3 separate regions of the Mus musculus genome follow, and all the other regions are linked to region 2. The links are chromatin contacts, called in public Hi-C and promoter capture Hi-C maps. All regions are on one chromosome and are shown on one strand. The core of a region is the stretch at or near the end of the contact, and the rest is flanking DNA. Distances in the headings are between cores, read along the strand shown. Region 1 has its middle 14 kb from the start of Gm31449. Region 2 overlaps Abcb4 (ATP-binding cassette, sub-family B (MDR/TAP), member 4). Region 3 overlaps Abcb1a (ATP-binding cassette, sub-family B (MDR/TAP), member 1A).

What was found. Hi-C and Micro-C count contacts between places; a contact is called where the count stands out from the background. Capture Hi-C pulls out chosen DNA fragments and counts their contacts.
Region 1: a contact with region 2 is called in a Hi-C map of liver, with 2.5 times the contacts expected there. The contact joins two enhancer-like sites. A contact is called at or near these places in 1 of 39 promoter capture datasets (the C10 cell line), 1 of 15 datasets of contacts at CTCF or cohesin (CD8 T cells), 23 of 484 Hi-C or Micro-C datasets (B cells, CD8 T cells, CD8 central memory T cells and 17 more), 1 of 115 datasets of contacts at active chromatin or transcription factors (bone marrow-derived dendritic cells) and 2 of 9 other capture datasets (adipose tissue and liver).
Region 3: a contact with region 2 is called in a promoter capture Hi-C map of liver. The contact joins two enhancer-like sites. A contact is called at or near these places in 2 of 9 other capture datasets (embryonic stem cells and liver).

What each region holds. Positions count from the first base shown.
Region 1 is chr5:9,058,083-9,060,782 of GRCm38.p6, reverse strand. No RefSeq gene overlaps it. Among named protein-coding and RNA genes, the nearest start is that of Gm31449, 14 kb to the left of the region's middle. Within about 2 kb of position 1,257, at least 36 of the 459 cell types and tissues checked have an H3K27ac peak or open chromatin away from gene starts, as enhancers often do. A contact at or near this core is called in liver, where this site is marked.
Region 2 is chr5:8,927,264-8,929,963 of GRCm38.p6, reverse strand. Abcb4 (ATP-binding cassette, sub-family B (MDR/TAP), member 4) reads right to left here. Exons shown (of 28, transcript NM_008830.2): 13 at 1,990-2,193; 14 at 1,387-1,557. Among named protein-coding and RNA genes, the nearest start is that of Gm31388, 17 kb to the left of the region's middle. Within about 2 kb of position 1,338, at least 3 of the 459 cell types and tissues checked have an H3K27ac peak or open chromatin away from gene starts, as enhancers often do. A contact at or near this core is called in liver, where this site is marked.
Region 3 is chr5:8,686,365-8,689,087 of GRCm38.p6, reverse strand. All of the region lies in intron 9 of Abcb1a (ATP-binding cassette, sub-family B (MDR/TAP), member 1A), which reads right to left. Among named protein-coding and RNA genes, the nearest start is that of Gm31157, 8.0 kb to the left of the region's middle. Within about 2 kb of position 1,392, at least 1 of the 459 cell types and tissues checked has an H3K27ac peak or open chromatin away from gene starts, as enhancers often do. A contact at or near this core is called in liver, where this site is marked.

The DNA of each region.
Region 1 (2,700 bases), core at 8-2,507, 130 kb before region 2:
CAGAAATCCGCCTGCCTCTGCCTCCCAAGTGCTGGGATTAAAGGCGTACGCCACCACTGTAGCAGTATGAAGTAACACATACAGCCCATAGCGCACAACTGAAGTCAGAATGGCCCCAAAGTAGCTTGTAACATGAAGTCGTGCAGAGTATTCCTTAGTTTCTTCCATAAATATTCACTCAAAGAACGCTAACTAGTGCATCAAAAGCAGAGATTATTAACATAAGTTAAGAAGCCTTCACTAGGTGTTACCCAAGTGAGTTTATAGTTTTATATAAAAAGATTTTGAGGAGTAGACATAGCAGCACAGGAAACAACTGTACCCTCATACCACGTGGGCTCAGCACATGCGTGGTAGGCTGACGGCAGCTTAAATGCAACTGTCGGCCGATGTGGCTGTGCAGTCGAGCGCTTGCTTCCCACAGATAACGTACTGGCTTTCTTCCTCAGAACGGCCAGAGGGAAAGCTTCGTCTTATATTTCATACCTGCTACTCTTTTAACTGGAAAACGGGGAGCTGACATCGTCGCTTCCACTTGTAGCTGTCACTGTCAACTCTTATACCTGTTACAGAAGTCTTGCCTTGGGTTCTTACACTGGAAAACCAGAAACTCATAACTATTTCTGAACATGAAGATGATTCACGGTTTTCTTATTCAAGAGATATTTACAATAAACTTGTTTATAGCCTTTTATTCATTTATCAGGATTAAATTCTACAGCAGATTAATGGCTTTGACCCCGATGCGTCATCCTCACCATCTATATTAGCCTCAGAAAGAGACCAGAATAATGTTAATTCATTTTCCCCACCTTTTAGGAAACTCACGACCCTTTTCTGAAATTTGTTTTGCAGCTCCACATTGTTAGGAACATGGCTGCTTCAGACCATTGCTTGCATTCGTGGAAACAATCTTAGTGTGTGAAAGTAGGGCATGCTATTTGTTAGCAAACCAATTAATGAATCACTCTCCACACAGCCATTGTTAATGCCAGAGAGAAATATGCATGGCTTCCCTCTTTGCTGGGAAAATGATTTAGGGATTTTCCCCCAATAGAGTTAGGGAACCTGATTTTCTAATTTTAATCAACACTCAATTACTTTGCTTCCTCCAGTTTCTATTCCCCAAAATAGAAATCTTTGGGAATGGTTGAACTTTTAATTACATAAAACAATTTGTGTTTCCTCATCCAGGAGTGGAATTTGTTAGCAGTTTACACCACCCAGAGTTCAGTGTTGGGAGTTGCTAGTGCTTTCTGTTTCATTTTAACTACTCAGTCTCTGACTCAGTCTGCCCAGCAAACTTGTTTATAACCTCCGCTCTTTTGGATGAGGAGGAGTTTGCGCTTCAATTGATGTAGTTTTCAATTTATGCTTTTGCTTCTCCTTGCTTAAACTAGCTGAACATTCACCCCCTTCTACCTTTGATGTCACAGCAGCATCACAGCCCCTCCTTCCCTAGCGGGTGATGCGTTTGGTACAACATCTCCCAGAATGTACAGAAAACATTCAGTAAAAGTGCCAGGGAAACTTCAGGGAAGATACCAACTGCTGCCTCTGAAAAACTTTCACACTTCAACCTGTGTTTCTGTACTGAGAAACTTTCATACTTCAACCTGTGTTAGCTGTACTAAGAAAATACTTCTTACATCGTGTTAGAAATGAAGCAAAATTTTACAGTTTCCTAAGATATGAAATAAGGTTGCATTCCATGGTTTAGGTTTCCATTGAAAGAAGGGAGACTTTTGGTAGTGTGTTTATATTTTATTTTTTCGTGTGTGTGTGTGTGTGTGTGTGTGTGTGTGTGTGCGCGCGCTCGTGCGTTACTCAGAATGTGTGTAGACAACAGAGGACAACTTGCAAGGTTAAGTTATCTCCTCCCACCACGTGGGAGTGCAGGGATTGAACTCTGATGGTCAGGCTTGGCAGCAAATTCTTTTACCTACTGAGCCATCTTGCAAGCATTGGAGTTTTGATTGTTAACTCTACATAATAAAGGTTGGTGAATTATTGGCATACACACACACACACACACACACACACACACACATATACATATGTATATATCTAAATGCATAAGTATTATAACATATATGCATCCATATATATTAGTAATATAAAAATCAGGCAGAACAATTAGGATTAGTTTAATTACTAGTGAAGGAAGATAGCACCAGCCTGAAAGGAAAGGAGTTATAAAACGTATCAAGTAAAATTAGGAGATAAAAGATTCAGAGTAATCTGAGAGGTGGTGGTGAACACCTTTGATCCCTGCATTTGGGAGACAAAGGCAGATGGATCTCTGTGAGTTCAAGGCCAGCTTGGTCTACAGAGTAAGTTCCAGGACAGTCGCCTCTACCCAGAGAAATCCTGTCTCAAAAAACTAAGAAGGTCAAGTGTGAGATTAAACCTTAATATGATTGGGACTGGAAGATGCCTAGGTGATATATGATACCATAAACTTGTCAGTGCACAGCCAAGTCCTAACTGAAATGAGGTTTTGTCCTCCCCACCCAATTCCAGTCAACTCATTGGTTATGTATGACTACAGAGCACTTACTCTGTTCTGATCATCACACATTATATACATGTATTGAAGTGTCACAAAATACACCACAAATACATAAAATTAAGATGTGTCAATTAAGAAGAATCAACATAGGAACCAAAGGGTCTAGTGTATTCAGAAAGAGAGCCATT
Region 2 (2,700 bases), core at 89-2,588:
AGAAGTAGGAATAATCTAAATTCTCATCAGTTGAAAATGGTTAACCAGATGTGTTATGTCTATACAACTGGAATCCACTGGACCCTGTAAAGAATGGCATTTGATGCCAATTACTACATTGATAAAGCTTGAAAATTCTGTGCTACATGAAAAAGACAGTAACGAAGGCCAGCAAGATGGCTTAGCAGGTAAGGGTGTTTGCGATTCAAGCCTGGTGATATCATTGGAGTCTGGGAACACATACAAAGGTGGAAGGAAAGAACTGACTCCATAAAGTTGTCTTCTGACCTCTCCACAAGTGCTGTGGCATATGTACTATATCATACACACACACACACACACATACACACACACACACACACACACACACACACACACATCATGTACACATAACAACAGCAAAAACAACAGCAAAGTATGGTTACATCTATATAAAATGTCTAGAACTAGCAAAGCCACAAAGACAGAAGAGTGTGCACAGGGCTACTGAGAAGTAGTCAACTAGTTTCTTTTGGGCAATGAACTATTTCTGGAATTAGTATTGATGATTGCATAATCTGATGAGTATACTAAATGCCATCAAATAATACATTTTAAAATGGAATTTTCTTCTTTTGTTTTGTTAGGTGATAGTAATCCAGTTTTATTTCTTTTACTTTATTTATTTCTAAATTTCAAGTCTTTTAATGAGGAGTATTCACAATCACCCTAAGGAGCAAGTACATTATTTTGATACAATTTAATGTATCATTAACAATTAAATTACAAATAATGATGCCATTATTACCACAAAATAGGTTATTTTGAACTATTTTTAAACTAGAGCAGTGTTTAGGTAATCAGAGTTACATGTGTATGCACATATGCATATATGTATTACATTCTCATATATATGTATTTATATGTATTTCCACATATACTTGAATATAAGTGTTTGTCTTTTTACTGATTTAACAAAAAAAATCCACAAAGAAATAGATTAAAACTTAGAATGAAATACAATACATCCAAGAAAATGACAGCATATCATCACTAGAACTTGTTACATAAAAATACCTGAATTTATAAATTAATTTCTTCACATATTTTAGCATATTGTTATCAAATAAAACCCATGTGTGCAAGAAAGAAAAAAAAAAAAACAACCCCCACAGTTCCTCCCACAGGCCTGGTCTAGGTTCACTGAACCATGGAGGAAACCTGTAAAGATCATTGACCTCTCTCTGCGACAATGTAACGGGCTCAAGAAATCAATAAATCCCAAGAGACAACCTCATCTGCCCTTTGGGTTTTATTTCTCAATCTAGATTCCCAAAGGACTGGGAAAAGTCTGCACAACAATTTGCTCCCCATCCCCCGCCCTGGGTGTTTACCTCGGGTACTGACCTTATCCAGTGCGGCCTGCACCTCAGCTTCACTTTCAGTGTCCAGGGCTGAGGTGGCCTCGTCCAGCAGGAGGATCTTGGGGTTGCGGACCAGGGCCCGGGCAATGGCGATTCTCTGTTTCTGTCCCCCACTCAGCTGCGCCCCTCTATCACCAACCAGGGTGTCAAATTTCTAAACAGAAAACCCAGAACAGCTCCAGAAACCTACTCATTCATTCAATTTTATAGTGTTGGGGATCAAACTCAGACAGGACCTTGAATATGCTAAAAAAGGTCTCTATCACGGAGCTATATGTCAGCCTTTTAAAAGTATTTTAAATACAAAAGTACAGAGAGTTTTGTAGAAATAAATGAAGACAACCGAAACTTTGATTCTTGTAGTGTATCATGAAGTATAATAAATTAACACTGAGTTGCAATAATTACCAATGCATGTCCTATATGTCTTTATGTTATTTACATATAGAATATAGTCGTTAAGCCTTGTCTGAATAATTTAAGGGATTTGCCCAACAAGGTTGAATAACATTGTAACCCAGAGCTTAGCTTTTGAAGCAAGAACTCATGCCTCACGTTTCAGTTGTGATTTTAAGGGAAACTTTACCTGGGGCAGTTTCATGATGAAGTCATAGGCATTGGCCTCTTTGACGGCTTTCTCAATCTCATCCATCGTTACATTCCCACGGCCATAGCGGATATTTTCAGCGATCGTAGTAGAGAACAGCACGGGCTCTTGACTTACCACACCAATGATTTCCCTTAGACACCTGACGTTAAAGTTCCTGATATCCTGCCCATCGATGCTAATCTGAAAGAAAGAAGGATTTCCTAGTCAATATTTTAAGCAACCTGATTTCAAAGGCACAAGGGCTTTTTACTAGTATTGAGTTCATTCAAAAGTTAGAAATAAAAACTAAACAGTAATAAGCAGGAATAAAATAAAGCAACCATATTTTCCTGATATATACATTTTTTTTTTCAAGAACAGATTATTGGAGACAGCTATATCAGGGTCCTGTCGGCATGCACTTCTTGGCATCCACAGGAGTGTCTGCGTTTGGTGGCTATATATGGGATGTATGCTCAGATTGGTCAGTCTCTGGATGGTCTTTCCTTTAGTCTCTGCTCCACACTTTGCCACCGTATTTGCTCCCGTAAGTATTTTGTTACCCTTTCTAAGATAGCTATCTCCTGAGAGGTTCTGCCAACCTGACATATACAGAGGCGATGCTCTCAGCCAACCATTGAACTAATCACAGGGTTCCCAATGAAAGAACTGAAGGAGCTGAAGGGGTTTGCAACCCTAATAGGAAGA
Region 3 (2,723 bases), core at 143-2,642, 240 kb after region 2:
TCTTATGGCAGCAGCTAGAGCTCCAGTGTTTCAATGAAAATGAAGTCAGAAATGTTTTATTTTGGTACTGGTGGGGGGAGATTCCTTCCACCATTCAATAGCTAATGGGGATATCCGAATGGCACTTTAGAACTGCAGTGGCATTCTTCTATTCTTACCTTCTGACAGGTAACATCCCTGAGTTCTGCATGTTGTCAGAGGTTTGTTCTGTCAGATGATATGGCCGTTTATTTTCTTTAGTATAAAGTAAGGTAGATTACACAGATCTTCAAGTGCTGTGCCATTTTTACATAGCTGAACTAAATCTCATTTGGCCATAATTTATAATTCTTTTTTATGTTACTGGGTTTAGCTTACTATCAGTCATCCACTCCAATATGGGATTTTCCCCCTTTTCTATCTTTTCACACACACAAAACCTTCCTTATGTGATCAGCCTTTAGCACGTTAGTTATGATGTGTCCTGACATGGACTTCTTTGATTTTATCCTGCTTGGGGTCAGACTAACTTCTTGCACCTGATTATTCTGTTTGTCAGCCACCAGGTCTTCGACTTAGTTGAAAGCGCTATACACTTTCACCTCTTTTGAGACTCAAGGCAATGATATGAATCTTTTATTATTGTCACACATGACTCTGAGGCTTTCCTGGTTTTCTATATTTCAGATTCACTGATTCTGAATATTCTATATTCTACTGTATAATTTCCATTTGAATAGACTGAAAGAATCCATACAGCACGGCTCTTTTTACTGTTATGTCTCTCAGTTCTCTGCTGTTGTTTTTTTCTTTTTAATAATTTCCTATTAGCTTATGAGTTTTTGTTATTGTTTCAAATGATTTTATAAATCAGTGAAGCATTTTATGGTAGTTACTTAAAAATTATAATCTGATCATTTCAATATCTTATTTATGTGTGTGGACCAATTAAGTGTATATGGGGGTGTTTTGTGGCATCTCCTGGTTCTGAGAATGATGGGCCTTTCTATCACATTCGGGACATTTTGTCTATAATATTCGGGAACCAGGACACATCACTTTTAATATAGCCAAAATGCAAGATTAATAAATATATATAATCATATAGAAAGATTATCAAAGAGCAGAGATTAAAATAAAAGCCAAGGGCTGTCTTTATTAAATAAATAGTATCAGAAGCAATATAAGATTAGTTATTAAAAAATTAAGTACTAGTTTGTTTTCCCGACTTAGAGTAGATAATCAGTAGTTTTTCATTAAGCTCTGTTGTGAAGAATTTCCACTTAATCTGTTCAATGTTCTACTAAACAGAAAAATCAACTAAGAAAAAGGAGAGGTGCCAGCTCTCAGCTAACTGATAACAACCAGGAACAGTACGCCCATCATGTTTCCCGGGTAACAAATTAACAGTGTTCAGGACTTCAGTTACTCTGCCTGCTAAGTGAGCTGATGCCTACGCTTCACAGGTATCTGGTGGACATAGCAGATGCTCAGTCAGTGAGAGTTACTGCTTGCAATAACAACCCAACATCCTCTGACAGGGAAGAGTTCCCGAGGCTTCTAACGTGAGAGCGACTTCTATGTTACATAGGTGGCATTTGGGTGGACTTTTGACTTCTGATATCTTTCATGTAATCTCACAAAATCTATGTGCTGAGCCAATCTTTTCACCATATAGGTACACTTGCATTAAGTGGTCTTATAAAATGAATTGCATGCTGACTCAGACATGGAAAATAAATTGCAGAATTGGTAGAGGCATGTGCATGGAGTGAAGAATTTCTGTGTCTTCATGACTGAATAACATGACTAGAAGTTATAGGTTTACATGTGTCCATGACTAGACAATAGTTCCACAAGTTATTTTTACTGCAAAGGATTTAAATAAATATAGTCACTCACATATGCATGCATATATGTATGTAGTATGTGTAGATTATGTATGTATATACACAGAACCATTTGCAACTATGACAAAATGGTAAAATCAATTTATAGAACAAGTAAATGTAACCTATACACATATAAAACATTAAAACTGAAAACTGAATGAGACATTTGCTGTTGACTGAATTTGAATCTTTACTTTCTGTGAAGAGATTGGCACAGTCACATATTAGTGGTTGTGGTGGTTTGACTGGGACTGACACTCATGTGTTCATACATTTGAATACTTGGTTCCCAGTTGGTGAGACTGTTTTGGGAAGGATTAGGAGGGGTGGCCTTGGAGGAGGTGTGTCATTGGGGTGGGTTTTGAGGATTAAACAGCCCATGCCATTCCCAGTTAGTTAGCTCTCCTTGCCCCACCGCTCTGCCTTGTGCTTACAGATAAAGATGAAGCTCTCAGGTACTGTGCCAGTGCTGTGCCTGCCTGCTTGCCTGCAGCCATGTGCTCTGCCATAATGGGAATGGACTAACCCTGTGAAACTGTAAGCCAGCCCAGCTCTTCCTTATATGAGCTCCTTCGGTCATTGTATCTCTTCACAACAATAGAAACGTCATTAAGACAGGTATTTGCGATCTTATAGGTTTAGCATATCTTTTCCCACGAAGGCAAAGGATGAACTTAAGATTTCTCTCTCTCTTTTTCATCTGTTTTTATAAATAATCACATGGCTAAGCACAGCATGAAGTATCATGGGGCTAGCTCAACTGATATTTTATCCTCAGCTGATAAAATATCCTGTTGTTATTTTAACAAAAAGAGTGAAATTGTATATAATATTCACTGACAGAGTTATTGT